Regions from separate parts of the Mus musculus genome. Here region 1 is linked to region 2. A link is a contact called in public promoter capture Hi-C data. All regions are on one chromosome and are shown on one strand. The core of a region is the stretch at or near the end of the contact, and the rest is flanking DNA. Distances in the headings are between cores, read along the strand shown. Region 1 overlaps Gas2l3 (growth arrest-specific 2 like 3). Region 2 holds the start of Utp20 (UTP20 small subunit processome component).

What was found. Promoter capture Hi-C pulls out the DNA fragments that hold promoters and counts their contacts.
Region 1: a contact with region 2 is called in a promoter capture Hi-C map of hippocampal neurons, with 2.7 times the contacts expected there. The contact joins the enhancer-like site here to the promoter of Utp20 in region 2. A contact is called at or near these places in 5 of 39 promoter capture datasets (the C10 cell line, embryonic stem cells and hippocampal neurons), 4 of 484 Hi-C or Micro-C datasets (cortical neurons, granulocyte-monocyte progenitors, nephron progenitors and 1 more) and 4 of 115 datasets of contacts at active chromatin or transcription factors (embryonic forebrain, embryonic stem cells, large pre-B cells and 1 more).

Annotation. Positions count from the first base shown.
Region 1 is chr10:89,410,939-89,416,257 of GRCm38.p6, forward strand. Gas2l3 (growth arrest-specific 2 like 3) reads right to left here. Exons shown (of 11, transcript NM_001033331.2): 11 at 1-3,554. The coding sequence ends at 2,265. Among named protein-coding and RNA genes, the nearest start is that of Gas2l3, 30 kb to the right of the region's middle. Within about 2 kb of position 3,438, at least 39 of the 459 cell types and tissues checked have an H3K27ac peak or open chromatin away from gene starts, as enhancers often do. A contact at or near this core is called in hippocampal neurons and pro-B cells, where this site is marked.
Region 2 is chr10:88,823,241-88,829,203 of GRCm38.p6, forward strand. Utp20 (UTP20 small subunit processome component) reads right to left here and starts at 3,574. Exons shown (of 62, transcript NM_175158.3): 1 at 3,366-3,574; 2 at 2,178-2,258. The coding sequence starts at 3,410.

The DNA.
Region 1 (5,319 bases), core at 2,188-4,687, 590 kb after region 2:
GGTGCTTTCAAAGATGTACATATTGCCATTAGTGATGCTCAGAACCGGAACGTTTGGCAAGTTTTTGGTGGTTTTCTGTTGTAAGGGATCCTGAGTAGATCTTTGATTTTATGCATACTGCTTGGGTAAAGATCCAGTGGTCTTTACCCAAGGTTCTCTTGCTGTATGTAGGTCTAGAGAATGCCAGCAGCCAGCCACGATGCTCACTCATTCAATGATGGCAGGTCTGGGTCAACTATTTTGTTTGTGTTAGAAACCGTATTTGAAGGGGCCGAGGAGGAAGCTCAGTCGCAATGCTTATCTATCAATGTAAGACACCATAGATCCTCAGTCTCACAAAGAAAAGAAAGGAAGAGGAGGAGGATGGAAAGCAGATTTTAAAGGGAGGGCATCTGAGTTATAAAAGAGGAGTCAAAGTGACAATTTTTTTTGAGGCGTGTCTCTAGTGCATAGCTGAACATGACCTTGAATTTCTGATCCTCCTGCCTCCACTTTCCAAGTAATGGAATTACAAGCGTGTACCTCTTAGACCTGCTTTTCCTTCCTACAACTTAGGATAACTGGTAATACCATAGTTACTTAACACCCTTAAAAGTTCCCAAAGTACATTAATAAACTTTAAATAGTGACAAGCCTGTACATAAATCATTTACAAGTATCCCTGTGGGTGGAAGGTGTTTATGCTGTCATGAAATCATTGGATATTCCTGACGAGAATCTGCCTACAGAACAGAAGGTACACTGTCTGCTGGGCACTGGAAAACTGAGCACAACATGGCCTTACTAATGAAGATGAACATAATCTGGAGACTAATTAAAATCGACAGTGTGCTAGCAAAAGAAATACAAGTCACCTGATGAGATGTGTGCATAGCATCACACAAAGGTTCTCTTAATACCATCTTAATCTTTTGTACGCGTCAATATATGTGGTGTGCATGCATGTATGTGAGTCTGTGTGTATATATGCATTCATAGGTGTGTGTGCGTGTGTGTGTGTGTGTGTGTGTGTGTGTGCATATGTGAACAGGATATATGTATGAGTCTGTACATAGAGAGAACAGACATTGACTTTGGGAATCTTCCTTTTTTACTAAGGTAGGGGTGGTCTCTCAAAAGAGCTGCCTCTCATCCATCGGCTCCTCTCGCCAGCCAGCTTGTCCCAGGAAATCCTGTCTCTTCCTCCTGAGTGCTGGGACTACAGGCAGACCATCAAGCCCACCCAGATTTGTATGTAGGTATGGGGACACAAACTCCAATCCCCATGCCTGTACTAGACATGACTTATCCATTGAGCCACCCCCCATCCCTTTTAATTTTAAGATCATTAAAACCTAATTCTGGTATCAAAACACATTATTTTAATGAAAAAATTTATATGTACATATAGGAAATGTCTATTTAAAATATCTTAGTATGCTAAAAGCTATTAAATGTTTCCCTGTCACACTGCACAGACTTCATCTAAAAATATAAGATACAAAGTGTCTAGATTATATATATATATATTTTTTTTTTTTAAAAAACTTAATTCTTACTAAATTTCAGCTTATGATTCAATAAGTTAACTTACTTGGTTGAGTTTTTTTTTCTTTTTATCAAAAATATTGGTTATAAAATGATACAGTATTAAAAAGCCAAGTTTAATTAAAAAACCAAATAGTCCCTTCTGATACGGAAATATTATAGAGATTTAAATAGTAAGAATTCCATTTAATCCAGAATAATATCAAAGTAAACAGCAGGAGCCATTGGTACTTAGGATTGCTGGACCAGGATTCCTGACCAATAAATTAGGTGCCTATTACAGCACATTTCAAAACCTTGCTGGCTTCTACTGTGTACCCCTGCCTCAGCCTTCGGAGCTGGGATTACAGGCACACACTAGCGCCAAGCAAACCATTGCTTTGTGGCTGAGCACAGTAACTAGTGTTTAAGAGTATCGGAGTTGCTATTAGCAGATAACCTCCACAGTTAACCTGTGTTCAAAAATATACCACCAATAGTTAAAATTCTAGTAGTGTTCTTGGACTTTTACACTTCCCTCAAACAGCAGACATCATTAGCAAGATGATACAGGTCAAAACTCACACATTTGTCCATTGATACACAAAATGCATGGGTCCTTTCCCTGACCCAGCTTCATCCCATCTTGACTTCATGTCTGCAGCTCTCCGGACAGACACAAATAGGAAGATCTTTGGTGATCCTTGTGGCTCGCCATTCATTGATCACCCTGATTTGCTGAAACGATACAAGTGTATTTATTTCCTAAGCTTCTTATTTCCGGTCATAACAAAATAATGGTCATCTTCTTCCTTCTTCCTGGCAGTGGGCATTTTATCTCCGCTGTCTGCCCCCTTACCAGATGAGGGTGGGTCCCTGAAGGAAGTTGGTGGCTTGCTGCTTTTGGGAGGCCCTTTAGCTGAGTACTGGCCCTTCATGGCAGTCTTGGCTGACTTCGAGACAGTTTCTGTCTTGGTAGCAGATTGGGGAACAGTCACAATAGACAGCGGGGTACGGCCAGGAGACTTTGAAGAGCCAGGTCCCGGATTCCGGCAGACACCCTTACTCTGAGGTTGCTTTTTGGCAACTGAAACTGTATTCTTACCTTTCGATCCCTGAGTAGCTTTTGCAGAGGACCCTGAGCACACAGAAGCTGGACTGTTTAAATTCAATGTAGACTGAAGTCTTTGTGCTGAGACTGCTCCTGACCTCGGCGTTCTAGTGGGTGGCTGAGACTGTGTCCCTAGACCTATGGCTCCGGTTTTAGAACTGGGCTTGGTCACTTTGGCAGGTGGCTGGAAAGGAGAAGGGTTAGGCCTTCCGTGCATGGCTCCTTTAGGTAGCTTTGGGGACTTGGATGATAAGTTTATACGTGACTCATCCCTAGAAGAAAGATGATTGTGTTTCAAATGCTTTGGTTCCATTTTTCCAGGAGATTTACTTGGTAAAAGTCTGGACTTAGACAGATCTCTTGAATTCTGGGCTGGAATAGCCTTGGTCTGTGCAGTCTTGGGGAAGGTGACACATTTTCGCGATGACTCTGAGGCACACTGTGCAGTGCTTGGTTTAGACCCTGGATTTGGAGAAGCCAGGGACTGCGATACACTGTTGGAAGGAGCAGTCGTCTTTTTTGCTGCGTCCTTCAAAGATGTCACCTTGGGATGTGGAAATGATGCTGGAGAATCTGGCCGTTTAGCCCGGGTAGACGGGGAAGCCAAATTACCTTTTACTGACGATGCAGGCAGACGTGCACCTGGTAGACGTACCTGTTTCTCCTTGTTCTTCGGAACACTCACTGGTGTGCCAGGTCTTAAATTTTGTTTCTGAAACATATTAACTGCTGACAAAGGGTTCATTTCTGGAGGCTGAGGCGTTCTGGCAGGCGAATCTGGCACGCTTTCATTAGAAACTCCTTTTTGAAATGCTAAAATTTTTTGTTCTAGTGTAGCAAACTGCAGTATTCGACAGGGGTCATACTTCAGCAAAAATCCCTGTAGAGTATCCCAGCCTCCACCGACGCGGACCATAACGTGTTTTCCATGAAGCATCTGCCCCAAAAGTGAAAATAAAAAAGTCAACAGGGAAACTGAGACGTTTATAGCTTCAGTCTGGTCACAATCGTGATATGCATTTGCTATGACCTGGGAAACAGCTTCATTTCAAACTGACACACTCTCTCTCTCTCTCTCTCTCTCTCTCTCTCTCTCTCTCTCTCTTTCTTGGTACTAAAATAATAAGTTTAGTATTAGGCTATACAACTAATAATAAAAGCCATTTACTTTGTAATACAAATATTGACAAATCATTTGTATCCTAAAATCCACACAATTAATATAGAAAACTGAAATAACAATAGTGTTCCATGGATTGAGTACTGACAGAAGGGAAGGAGACAGCAGAAAGCCTCATGGTAGGCAAAAAAGCAATTAGAAAGAACAACTAAAACTTGTATTTTAAATTTGAAAGTTACAGCCTATCAATTTCATCTTTAAAACATTTATATAAGGCAGGAGAGATGGCTCGGTGGTTAAGAGCACTGACTGCTCTTCCAGAGGTTCTTGAGTTCAAGCCCCAGCAACCACATGATGGCTCACAACCATCTGTAATGGGATCTGATGCCCTCTTCTGGTGTGTCTGAAGACAGCAACAGTGTACTCATACACATGAAATAAATGAATCTTTAAAACAAAACAAACCACTCATATAAGTTATCCTTGCAGATAAGAATGGCTCTGAGGGATTAAGGTATTTGTGGCTAGCCTCAAACCCGCCAGGCTGCCCCAACACAGGCACTTTTGTGGGGATAAAACAAACCCTGGCTCTACCAATGTGACCAGCTCAGCTGGTAGATCTTCGTATCTATATGAGCTCAGCTTTACACTGCAGCTCTAAATCCCAGTCTGTGTGCCTCGTGTTTACGACACAGTTAAGTGTGGCTTACTCTTGGTCCTAATCAAAGAACATGCTCTTTGGAGTGAGCCCTGGTGAATGCCGAGTCTATGTAATGGATAAGTGTTCAGAACTAATGTCGTTTATTCCCTCTGAGGTTCAGGAAAGAGTCTGGAAGAGGAGGTGGGAAGGGTGTAAGAGTCAGATGACAGGAAGAAAGGCTAAGAAATTTCATCTTCTGGGCCAGACACAGCCATTGTGGTAATAAACTCCTAGCTGCTGTGGACGGCTGCACTGAGCCTGTGTAGGACTGGGCCAGTCAGTCAGTCAGGCGTGGATGGAGGAGGGGCTTAGGGAACCCTTCCTCTTCCTGCTGACTAAGTGCTAAGAAAGGAAACCACAAGACCCCACAGTCACTTGTCCCAAGTCTCTCTTCCAGTTAGTTTAGCTAATTAATGTTAACAGCCAACTAACCTGCTTCTGTTTGCTATTGATTGCTTCAGGGATGGGTGAAACTGCCTTCGACTGAGTACCCATTGATGACCCCTGCTGGGCTCCAATGGAAGATTCAATCCAATACCTACACTGATGGTCACAGAAGGTCTTAACTAAACTACGTGGCAAAACAAACCCAAAAGCCATGAGGATAGGAAGGGATTGGTAGGGAAGATAAAATTGAGTTGATCGGGATGAGGGGCCATAACAAGAGAATGAAGAATAATCAGAACACATTATATGCATGTGCAAAGCAGAAAGAACGCTAACTCAAAGACAGGAAGTGAATTGGGGTTTCTCTCTGAGTTGGATCCAGGGTGGGAATGTGAGGACTCTGTGTGAACTATACCGTGTTTCTGAATCGAGAGAAAACAGCTCTTGTGTTATATCAAAAGTAGAAAAATGCTAAACGGGTGACATTTTAATGTC
Region 2 (5,963 bases), core at 2,324-4,823:
AGCAAGCCGTGGAGAGCAAGCCAGTACACAGAACTCCTCCATGGCCTCGGCTTCAGTTCTAGTCTCCAGGTTCCTGCCCCGAGAGTTCCTCCCCTTGTTTTTAGTTGTAGTCTTGATCATAGCAATAGAATTCTAACTAAAACAACAAGAATGGAGACCAACAGCCCCCACTGTAAGATGTGTAACTGAAGCCATTTTGGATGATTCAGCCTAAGAATTTATGTAAGGAAATTTCTTACGAAAAGATGCCAGTACCCACTCCCGTATGTTTTTTTTTTTTTTTTAAATTGTGCACTCTCATCTTTAACATTTTATTGCTTGGTGCTTTTGACCTGTCCTGTAGCTTACGCTAAGACCACCTGCTGAACTCAAGTCTGTAACTGCGCCTCCGCATTCACCTGTGCTCTAGATTCACTAAGGTTTAGAGACAGGGTCTCACCATGTAGCATGGCTGGCCTCCTACTCACAGAGATCTGCTTTCTAGGTGCTGAATATGGGATTAAATGTGTGACCACCACACTCTGCTAGTCAAATGTGTTTCTGTGTTTCCCTTGGTGGCCTAGTAGTAGTTAAGATTAACTGTGCTTTCTGGAACTGTCCCTTTCTCTCAAATATCCCATGGACACTGTAATTTGCATGGGTCACAGGTACTACACATCACACTGAGCAAGTTCCAAGTGCAACCAATTATCTTCCTCGGAAGAGCTGCATGCTCTCTCTTATTAGCACTCAGTGCCTATCCTATCTCTAGAGAGTGTATATGCACACGTGAATGGCAGAGTCTTGCTCTGTAGTCCTGGCTGGCCCAGAATTTGTAATCTTCCTTCTTCATCCTCACCCGGAATCCCTTCCCAGATTGTTGAGTGGTCTCTTCAACCATCCGGCTATTGTAACCAAAAACCTTAACCTACCTTCTGTTCCTCTCCACATATTCAGTAGGTCAGTTCCCGCTCTTGAATGTAATGTCCCCGAAACGTCCCTTCTGATTTGGTTACCACTATCCTAATCATTTCTCATACAGACATCAGATCTTCTCTGCTAGTTTACATCCTGCTCTTTCCTTCACGTTAAAGACAGACAGGCTAAAAATCTTAAGCTTGATCATGTCACTTACTCCCCTGCTTACAGTTCAGGAACAGAATCCTATGGCTTTAGGATAAAATCCAAATGTCTCAGCACATAAAACTATTGAAGATCTTTCCTATGTCTCCAGCTACCCTCCTCTGCTGTTCCAGGCACCCCACTCGTGTGCACCCTAGACACATCTATAAGACTGAACAGTTTTGTAGTGCTTTAAATGGGACACACATTCCCGAGCTTCGGCTATTTTGTGCAGACTTTTCCCTTGGCCTGGAAAAGCCACTCTTGTCCTCTTGCCATGCTAAAACCTACAGCAAAACTCAATTCAGGTCCCATCTTAAAAATCATCTTCTGACATCCTTTCTGACACTCTCAGAAGGCTCCTTTCACTGAGTTCTCAAAGCCTTTTATGCTGGTCTAGATGTTATCATTCAACATGCTAACGTGGTAGAAGACAATGCTGGCAAAGACTCGGTACAGAATCTGCTCAGTAACAGATGAAGAGCTGAGGTTGAAACCCCAAGTTAAAGGTGTCAACGCTAACAAGACTGAGGTTAGGGTTAAGGCTTTTAAGAAAGGCTAGCAGAAGCACTAAGGGCTTGGTGCAGCAAAAAGGAAAACCCTTCTTCACAGAAGATGGCAGGTATGTGGTTAGAACCAGAAAAAAGTGCAGTTTAGTATCTTCGAGAGGAAGGAACTAAACACCAGGAAAGTGATTTCACTAAAATCACTTTAAAATCGGAGCTGCCAAAAAGTACAGGTCTGTAGACCCACTCGCAATGGACATGAGAAAAGAAGAGTTTCCAGTAACAAAACCCAATTGAGAATCAAGTCAAGCCAAGTCAAGTTCAACACGGCATCATCCGACTGAACAAGGCCAGGATGAACATGCACCATCTGGTATGGTACTCCTCTCGAATGATTCCAGCTAGCTGCATATAGCTATTGAGGGATTTAGGTTTAAAGTGAATGAACATATTTGCTGTGTGTGGTTTTTTAATTAGACAACACAGGTCTAAATCACTGCATGTACATTACAAATGGCTTGAAAAACAGCTTACTTACATTGGTGAGAGAAATTTAAAACTCCCTCTTACCTCGTCATAGCTTGCAGTTCTGTCGATACGGTGAATAATATCAATGTTCACATTCCCCAGTCTCTCTGCAAATGTAAGAAACTGCAGAGAAAAAGCATATTTAAGACATATTAGCATTCAATGCTTATCAGGTTTTGATATCTGCTGGAGTAAAACTACACCATAATCACATCAAATTCTGAACACAGAACGTTTTAGAGCTTCAGTGAGCAACCTCTGGACCATCACCACAAACAACAGTACCCTTAGCGTATCATTTCAGACCCGTGGTTTCTATTGGTCATAAAATATGTAACTTTTTAAAATAAGAGCAGCTATTACTTATGAAACACAAAAGGTAAATGTAAGAACTCTAAACAAAAGCAGTTACTACTTGAAGATAATAAATACTTGTACTTTTTGCATAACTTACTTCATCTGTATTTCTTTTTTCTTTTAACTTAAGTACCCTTGGAACAGGCTATGTAGCCAACGATGACCTTAAAATTTAAGTTCAGACCCTCTTGCTTCTACATCCCCAGGTCTGGGGTAACAGGCATTTAGCCATCACACCTGTTTTTGTTGTAACTGTTGTTGTTTTTAATGGGGATCCAACCTAGGGCTCCCTGAATGTTATTCAAACACTCCACCAACCGATCTACCTCCTACATTATGTTTTATCAAATACAATTTCCACACAGACTGGAACCTGGACGAACGCTTTCACACCACACCGAAAGCACAGGGATCTCGCTAAGTTGTGGGAACAGGTATATTTTTTAAAAACAGACAGACTCAGTTACAAAAGGGCTTGGAAAGGCATTATAAAGTACAACAGTAGCCAGCAGAAGTCATTCGCCACTTGCCAGCTCGCTCTACCCTCCTCTGTTCAGTCTTTAAAGTTAGAAGGGGGACTCGGTTGCAGACGATCCCCTGGGCCAATCAATTTGAGCCTGGAGTGAAGGGAGTTGCCCAGACAGGCCAGATCTCACCGCTAAAAGGCGGACTCTGGAATTCAAGTTTCCTCACTCCCCTGCGAACTAATGTTTTTTTTTTTTTTTTATACTGGCATAGTCTCCCATTTTCGCCAGAGCCCCGGGCAAGCGATTCCGGCTCTGCCCGGACTTGCAGGCCCTGGGGTTAAGGCGATCAGCTGGTCAGGCAGAGGCAGGGCGAACCGCGGCTCCGGGCCCAAACTCCCGCGCTCACCCGGTATGTGTTCTCGGTCTTGTGCGAAAGTGGCTTTGGCTTCATGGCTGCGGCGGGACAGCGGCCCGCGAGGGTCTCAGGACGACAGGAAGGGATCCGCGGGCACTGCGGAGGAGAAAGTTACTCCCACGCGGTACTCTCCAATGCTCCGGTGCCTGCTTTTCCTCACGTGTAGTTAGTGCCGCTGGGCGCCGCCATGTTGGAAAGCCAGGATGTGTGGGTCATGTGGGCGGAAGAGGCGGGCCGAGCATGCGTGCTCTTCCTGATTGTCAGTCGTGCAGTTTGCGGATGTACAGTTTTTGCTACATGAGAAGTTGGCCAACACAAAACAAACTCAGTGGTATTTTTGTGGACGTTTTGTTTTGTTTTGGACATTGTTTGTCATATTTGTCATTTGCCTGTTGGTCTTGATTTTCGTTTTTGTAGATTGGTGGTGATGGTGGGGTTTGGTTTGGTTTGGTGTTTTGTTTTTTCAAGACAGGGTTTCTCTAATCCTGGCTGTCCTGGAACTCACTGTGTAGACCAGGCCGGCCTCGAACTCAGAAATCCGCCTACCTCTACCTCCCAAGTGCTGGGATTAAAGGCTTATGCCACCACTGCCCAGCGTCCTTCCTTCCTTCCTTTCTTTCTTTCTTTCTTTCTTTCTTTCTTTCTTTCTTTCTTTCTTTTTTAAGAGAGAAGAATGTACAGTTGAATGGGTTGGGAGAATCTGAGAGGAGTTGGGAAAGGGAAAAACACGATCAAAATATATTGTATGAAAATTTTTAATAAAAAGGATAAAAGGGTTTTATTATAGAAAGAAAGCATAACCGTCACAACCTAGCATTAACTGCTGCTCGATACATACCGTGCACCATCAAAAGCTGTTTCCACCCATAATACAGTAATGCTGGTTATAAACTCAAAACGTGAAGTGTATGTTTGTTTGTTTTTTTTAAGCCCCCTTGGCATGCAAGGAAACCAAAGTTGGGCATCTTGTAAGTGACGATCTTCATTCACACGCAGACTCCGAGGTCCAGGTTTTAGTTTAGTACTAGAAAATAAAATCTGGCTCTTCACGAATGCCAGGAAGCAGCTCTACCACTAAGCTAGATCCTACAGCTCTTAATCATATATATAGAGAGAGTGTGTGTGTACAGTCGATGAGCCATGGAGTTATTTGCACAAAAATTGATGGAGGAAGGTCCAAGTGCAAAGTCCTTGAGATAAGATTTCATCCTAGCCTGGCTTGTGAGTAGTCAGAGCCCATCATGGGTAGAATACAGTGAATCAAGATATCTTTGCCTCCATTTATTACCTTTCCCATTGTAATCCATTTTAATCCATGGGAGTTCTGGGTATTTCTTCAAATCATGAAACAGTTCCCATGACTTTTGAACTGGGTTTGGTTGGCCAATCCATCATCATTTTATATTTTCTGTCCCCATGAGTTTTGTTTTGTTTTGTTTTGAGACAAAGTTTTTTTGTATAGCCTTGGCCATCCTTTCACTGTAGCCCAAGTGGGTTTCAAACTCAAAGAGCCCCCTGTCTCTGCTACTCAGTGCTGGGATCAGAAGTGTGCACCACCAATCACCACCCAGCTCCCTTCCTCATGATTCTCTGTGTTAAAGAGTAAGGTGTAAAACTGCCCCAATTATATACAAGTCAAACAATCCAAACGGAAATAACACTAGTAAGGTTCCTTATTCATAATAGACTTTGAATGTCTGAAATAATCCCGCATCCATTACCTCTCTGGTGTTTATGACAGCCCTGTGAGGTAAGCAGAAAGATATAATTGCCTTCCTATCATACAGAAAGAAATGAAATAGTCCCAGAGAAATTAAGCAATTTTGCCAAGGTCATGTGCTTTTGCTTGCCAATGCCAGAGCTTCTTACTCAGGCTTCAAAGGCCCTGGCACAATACTCATCTTCCCAAGTGATAAATGGTTGGCACTGTATAGCTCTCATGCTGCCCCAAGCACTGTTGCAAGTGTTTCCCATATGATGACTCATTTACTCTTCCTACCAGGTAGTTCTATTATCTTCATTTACCAATGAGGAAGCTAAGAGACAGACTGGGTAACTTGGCAGAGACTAGCTAACCCCATAAGGAAGTCAGAGTACCCAACAGTTGCAGGCAATGTCAGGATTTGTACTCTTAGTCTATGCACTATGCTACCAGAGGATTTGGGAAAAAGTTTTGTGATTCAGGCCATTGTGGGCACAGCTCAAGAGTCTTTGAGATCAAATCCAGAGATCCATTTACTCCTTAGATTGTTGCAAGCCCTTCCTGTGATGTCTATAGCCTCTTGGTCTTATTATCCACTTAATGTGATTGGGAGATATAATTAAATCTTTGTCCTTAAACTACTTATCTGTGTGGAAGAAACAAGGCTGAGCAGTCATCATTTTACTGTTTAGCTTGAGTTCATTAAGAATATGGAATAATACAATACACCTGTGTGGTTTTCACCTAGTTTGCCTGTATTGGGTTAGACAATCTCTATTTTCTGTTTTCTTTTTGGATGCCCACCCCTGTTTGTTTATTCTCAATTCATGAAGTTACAATGACAACAGGGTTATCCTGTCTCCAGGGTTCCATACATGGCTTAGATC